2 separate regions of the Canis lupus genome follow, and region 1 is linked to region 2. A link is a contact called in public Hi-C data. All regions are on one chromosome and are shown on one strand. Each heading gives the region's core, a stretch centred on a gene start, on an enhancer-like site or on the middle of the called end of the contact. The rest is flanking DNA. Distances are from core to core; before and after follow the strand shown.

What was found. A called contact is a pair of places that touch in the nucleus more often than the background predicts.
Region 1: a Hi-C map of blood shows a contact between it and region 2, with 1.8 times the contacts expected there. The contact joins the enhancer-like site here to the promoter of MPHOSPH8 in region 2. A contact is called at or near these places in 2 of 9 Hi-C or Micro-C datasets (amygdala and blood).

The regions. Positions count from the first base shown.
Region 1 is chr25:18,614,087-18,616,786 of UU_Cfam_GSD_1.0, forward strand. No RefSeq gene overlaps it. Among named protein-coding and RNA genes, the nearest start is that of PARP4, 5.9 kb to the left of the region's middle. Within about 2 kb of position 1,380, at least 15 of the 20 cell types and tissues checked have an H3K27ac peak or open chromatin away from gene starts, as enhancers often do. A contact at or near this core is called in blood, where this site is marked.
Region 2 is chr25:18,514,256-18,516,955 of UU_Cfam_GSD_1.0, forward strand. MPHOSPH8 (M-phase phosphoprotein 8) reads right to left here and starts at 1,280. Exons shown (of 14, transcript NM_001145981.1): 1 at 997-1,280. The coding sequence starts at 1,221. The region is part of intron 2 of LOC111092341 (a long non-coding RNA gene); the gene reads left to right.

The sequences.
Region 1 (2,700 bases), core at 130-2,629, 100 kb after region 2:
ATCTGTGAAATCTGAAGTCAGGCCTTGACTTCCGTCTTCCTACAGATGGTATATGGAGTCTCTCTTGAATGTGTGGCCCCCCTCTTGGCTAGCAGCTTTCTTGACAGACATGTGCCACCATCTCTCCCTCCTTTCCAAGCTTTTTCTAAACAGTCAGTGTTCATTCATGTTGTCACCAGAGCTTGTTGTGCACATGCAAGATTTTTGAGTGTCTTCCATCCATCAGGCTGTTATGAACACCGGACAAGAACACACATCCCCAGCTCCTGCGAAGCTCCCTGAGCTCCTCCTCACAAATTCTAGCTCCTCTATCCAGAAACCACTGCTGTAGTTGGGAGCAAGGGCCTTACTCCCTTGCAGTTTCCTGTCTTCACAACTGACATCTCCTCCTCTCTGAAAGCCTCAGGATCTCCCCATCCAGAAAGTCCTCCTGGAACCCTTTTCCCTCTGATTCTCGGCCCTGCTCTGGCCCTCGGAACAGTCCCAGAACCTGGCAACTTTCATCACACCCCTGTCTGTAACCACTGGCTGTTCTCCACTCTTAACATTACCTGTTTCTCCAGGAGGGTCAATCCTATGTGGGGGGCTGTGCCTTGCTTATCTATATATCTCTAGAATCTAGATCACTTTTGGTACAAGCAGGCATTCAGTAAATGTTTGCTTACTCTTTCATGCATCACTTAAAGCCTAGTATTATAGAAAAGCTTTCTATTTCTGCCATGATTTGCATATTTGGACCCAAATGGCATCAATACTGCACCTCCCTCTTGGGACTTATAAACCCCTAAAAAGCAAAGACCACCTACTTTGGTACTGCTTCTACTGCCACTGAATGTTACAGCTCTAAGCACACAGACGGAATCTAACACATGTTTACTGAATAAATGATCAACTCCAGTGTAACAAAAAAAAATCCACAACACATACACATAGTGGAGAGTGGCTTTCTTCTTTATCCTAACACTACACTTTAAATATTTTTTATGTTTATTGTTAATTTGCAATCCAGAACCAAAAGGCGGAACCTTCAGCAGCGCCTTGTTCTAAGGCAGTTCAGTCCTCCAGCTGAGTCACCGGGCATTCCCTGCAGGAAGTATTTAGCGGATCTGCAAGGTTTCAACATTGGTCCTCAACATGCACTGTAAATGTTTCTATCGTGGTGTTTCTAATTAGGAGTTCCGATTACGTTCCCTGATTATTCACCAAAAATACTGTTATTTCTTGGAAAAGTTTCATTTTCCAAACCAAACTTCAGGAATAGCTAACTTGAATCAAACAGGCTGTCTTCTGGAGCGAAGAACAGAGTTCTATTGCAATCTGCTCCTTCTCCCCGAGCCCAGGCCGCGTCCGGGGACCAGCGTTAAGCACCGGCTCTCCTCGGCGGCCCCGCCCAGGTCCTGTCCCCAGGGCCGGCGACCTGCACCCGAGCACAACGCCCCGGGCACGGGCAGCGGTCCCACGGCCACCAGCGCGGTGACGACCAGGACCGCACCGCGGAGCTGACCCCGCCGCTCCGGTAGGGAGTCCGCGCGGCCGCCCCTCCCCTCCCACGACCGCCTGCCCGGACCCGCTGCGCCGAGAGTGCTCGTCCTCCCAGCGGCGCCCCCTCACCTGCCAGGGGCTCCCGGCTCCGGACCGTCCTCGCGTCTACTGCTCTGGGCTCCGGGCTCCCCGCCACCGGCACCGACTGCTTCCGGGCTCCGACTGCTCCGGGCTCCGACTGCTCGGGGCTCCCGGCCACCGGCACCCACTGCTTCCGGGTACCGACTGCTCCGGGCTCCCCGCCACCGGCACCGACTGCTCCCGGGTACCGACTGCTCCGGGCTCCCCGCCACCGGCACCGACTGCTCCCGGGTACCGACTGCTCCGGGCTCCCCGCCACCGGCACCGACTGCTCCCGGGTACGGACTGCTCCGGGCTCCGGGCTCCCGGTGCTGACCCGGTCAGCCCAGCCAGCGAGAGCGCTGCGGGAAGCCCGCCGTGACTGCCGCCCCAGGCCCAGACCGCGCCCCCGCCCCGCCCCGCCCCGCCCCGCCCCGCCCCGCGCCTAGAGTCCAGCGCCCGGCGCCCCAGCGTCCCGGCGAAGGGGGAGGGCAGAGGGTGAGAACCCTCCAGACGACTGCTGAGCCTGGAGCTCACGGGGGTCGGGGGTGAGGACGCTCAATCCAGGACCCTGAGGTCATGACATGAGGCACGCAGGCGCCCGGAAAGTTCAGGAATTTTTTTATTTTATTTTATTTTATTTTACTTTTATTGATCTCTGTATCTATCCCTCTACCGGTGCCACCGTGTTTTTTTTTTATTTTTTATTTTTTTTTATTGGTGATCAATTTACCAACATACAGAATAATCCCCAGTGCCCTTCACCCAATCACTCCCACCCCCCGCCCTCCTCCCCTTCTACCACCCCTAGTTCGTTTCCCAGAGTTAGCAGTCTTTACGTTCTGTCTCCCTTTCTGATATTTCCCACACATTTCTTCTCCCTTCCCTTATATTCCCTTTCACTATTATTTATATTCCCCAAATGAATGAGAACATATAATGTTTGTCCTTCTCCGACTGACTTACTTCACTCAGCATAATACCCTCCAGTTCCATCCACGTTGAAGCCAATGGTGGGTATTTGTCATTTCTAATAGCTGAGTAATATTCCATTGTATACATAAACCACATTATCTTTATCCATTCATCTTTCGATGG
Region 2 (2,700 bases), core at 30-2,529:
GTTTGCTAAATAGTCAAACAGAAAATAATAGATAATATAAAAAGAAGACAGAGACCCTATCACCATACGGGCCCTTTGGTCACCTCACACTTACCTACTGACACAGACTGTCTCCCTACTTGTGCACCCTCTCTCCTCCATCCCACCCTGCAGTCCATGACTCATTTAGTCATTTAATCTTCTGAGTACCAGTAATACAAAAATTAGTAAGAATCATATTTCCTTTAACCAGTGAGCCTACCATGTAGCAGAGAGACAAACACGTATATAATAATGCTTTAAAGCTCAGAGGTCCGACCCACTGCTGGGAGGGCAAACTTGAAGATCTCACTCCGCAGGGATTCCCAGGGAAACTGATTCTCAGAGAGACCTGAGAGACTGGGGGGCGGGAGAACGGGGGGGTCTAGGGTCAGTATGACGGAGGAGGTCAGGACTACAGTGAGGTTGCTCTCCCGTAACAAAGTGAGAGGGAAGACAACGGTCAGACTTGGAAGGCCTCTAAACACCACCCTCTTGGACGAGATTCCGGGGATGAACGGGAATCCCCGTGGATTTTAAGGCAGAAAACGGACCAAAGCTTTGGAGAGCACTGGACGGACGACAAGCAGCCCGGACGGGGATGGGAGCCGGCCCACAGAGTCTCCTCCCGGAGCAGAGCAGCGGCCCTCTCGAGGAGGCACGCCGACACCGCCGCGGATCTTGCCGCAGCCGGCGGACTCCGATGCTTCCCGCCCCCAGCCACGCAACCCGGCCAAAGTTCCTGAAAGGAGCCCCGCTCCCGAAACCCGCACGAGCCCGCGGCCACAGCCGGAGTCCGCCCCCAACACCCGCACGCTGGCCGGGGCGCAAGCGATCAAGCTCCTTCCCGCCCACGTCCACGGCACAACTCCGGGAGGGCTCCCCGTGTACGCACGGCCGCCCTCCGCAGAAGCCCCTCCGCTCCCGCCTCACGGCACGCCCTGCGCGCCCAGCGCCGCCTCCCCGCCGCACACCTACCCCCTCGGTCTTCATGTCCAGGATCTTTTCCACCTCGAATACATCCTCTCCGTCCTCCTCGCTGTCTCCGGCTGCCTCCGCGCCTCTTGTGGCTGCGTCCTTCTCTTCGCCCGCTGCTCCGACACCTTCTCCTTCAGCTTCAGGAGACTCCACATTGCCTGCGGCACCTGAGACAGGACTCGCAGTCATGCTCACTCCCTCGGCGACCGTCGCCGCCGCCATCATCGGAGCCCAGCAAACCGCCGACGAAGAGCGGCTGCGACACACACCCTTGGCGGTTCCTCGCGCTCCGCGCTTGGCCCGAATCCACGTGACGCTACTAGGGAGACCCGCCAATAGCGGCCTCCGGACCCTGGAGCGACACACACACCCACCAATCACGTCGAGGCGGGCGCGCTGGAGCCCGCGGAGTCTACGGGAAGTGGGTGGGCGGGCTGAGGGGCGCCCGGGAGGAAGGGCGGGGCGAATAGGCCGTGAGAGTGAGGCGCTGGGCAGCTGCGGCGCTGGGGAGGCGCGGGGAAGGGCAGCTCTGGCGCTCCTGGGGGGAAGGGCAGGAACGGCCGGTTGGGGTGGGCGGAGAGGGAGGGGCTTGTCTGGGCGCCGGAGAAAAGGGAGAGAGGCGGGCTCACCCGGCGGGGAAGGGGCCGCCGGGGCACCGCGGAGCGCGGCTATTCGCCTTGGAGAAGGAGCCCAAGCGCCTGAGGGGACCGACTGCTGCTGGGGCCTGACGGCTGTGCCTGAGGAAACCGACCGCTGCTGGGACCTGACGGCCGCCCCGAGGGGACCCCGACCGCTGCTGGGACCTGACGGCCGCCCCAGGGGACCCCGACCGCTCCTGGGACCTGACGGCCGCCCCGAGGGGACGGACAGCTGCGAGGTTCCCCAGAACAGCAGCCCACCTCTGCCGGGACCGGAGCGGGCCGGACATGCGGTGTGATTGAGATTCGTTAAACGCGTGTGGACGATACAAACATCACTCAGTGCTGTTATATTCTAGTATTGTTTACAGATAGGAAAAAAATGTTAAGTATCAGGCCAAAACTAATTGTTTTTCAAGTTCTAGGGATTTTTCCCCCATTGAAAATATCTGGACGTGATAAAATTACGTTGTCCACCTTACGGATGATTGACAAAGATAGTCACCCAGAGTTGCTATGATAACCCACCTAAGGGTAAAATAGTTTTCTCACTTTGGATTCAAATAAAATTGTGGTATCGAGCTTTTAATTTTTTTATTCTGCTAAGTGTCATTTATTTAAGTTATCTATACCCAACTTGGGGCTGAAATTCAGGACCTGGAGATGAAGAATGGAAGCTCTTCTGACAGCCAGCCAGGTGCCCCAAGGAGTTTTTCATTTTTGTTTCTTTGAATGGTGGACTTAATTTATAAGATTTACTCTTTTAAGTGAACTCAGAGGTTGAAGAATCATCTATGGTCCAGCAGATCCATTTGGGTGATGTAGGAAAGACGTTAGGATTCTAAGCCAATGGCCAAGAAAAAATTCTAGAGACGTCTTTGGTGCAAACAGGTGGTTTTTTTGGGACACCTGGGTAGCTGAGCGGTTGAGGACGTCATCCTGGTCTGAGGATCCAGTTCCACATCGAGCCCCCCTTGAAGAGCCTGTTTCTCCCTCTGCCTGTGTCTCTGCCTGCCTCTCTCTGTGTCTCTCATGAATAAATAAATAAAATCTTAAAAAAAAAAAA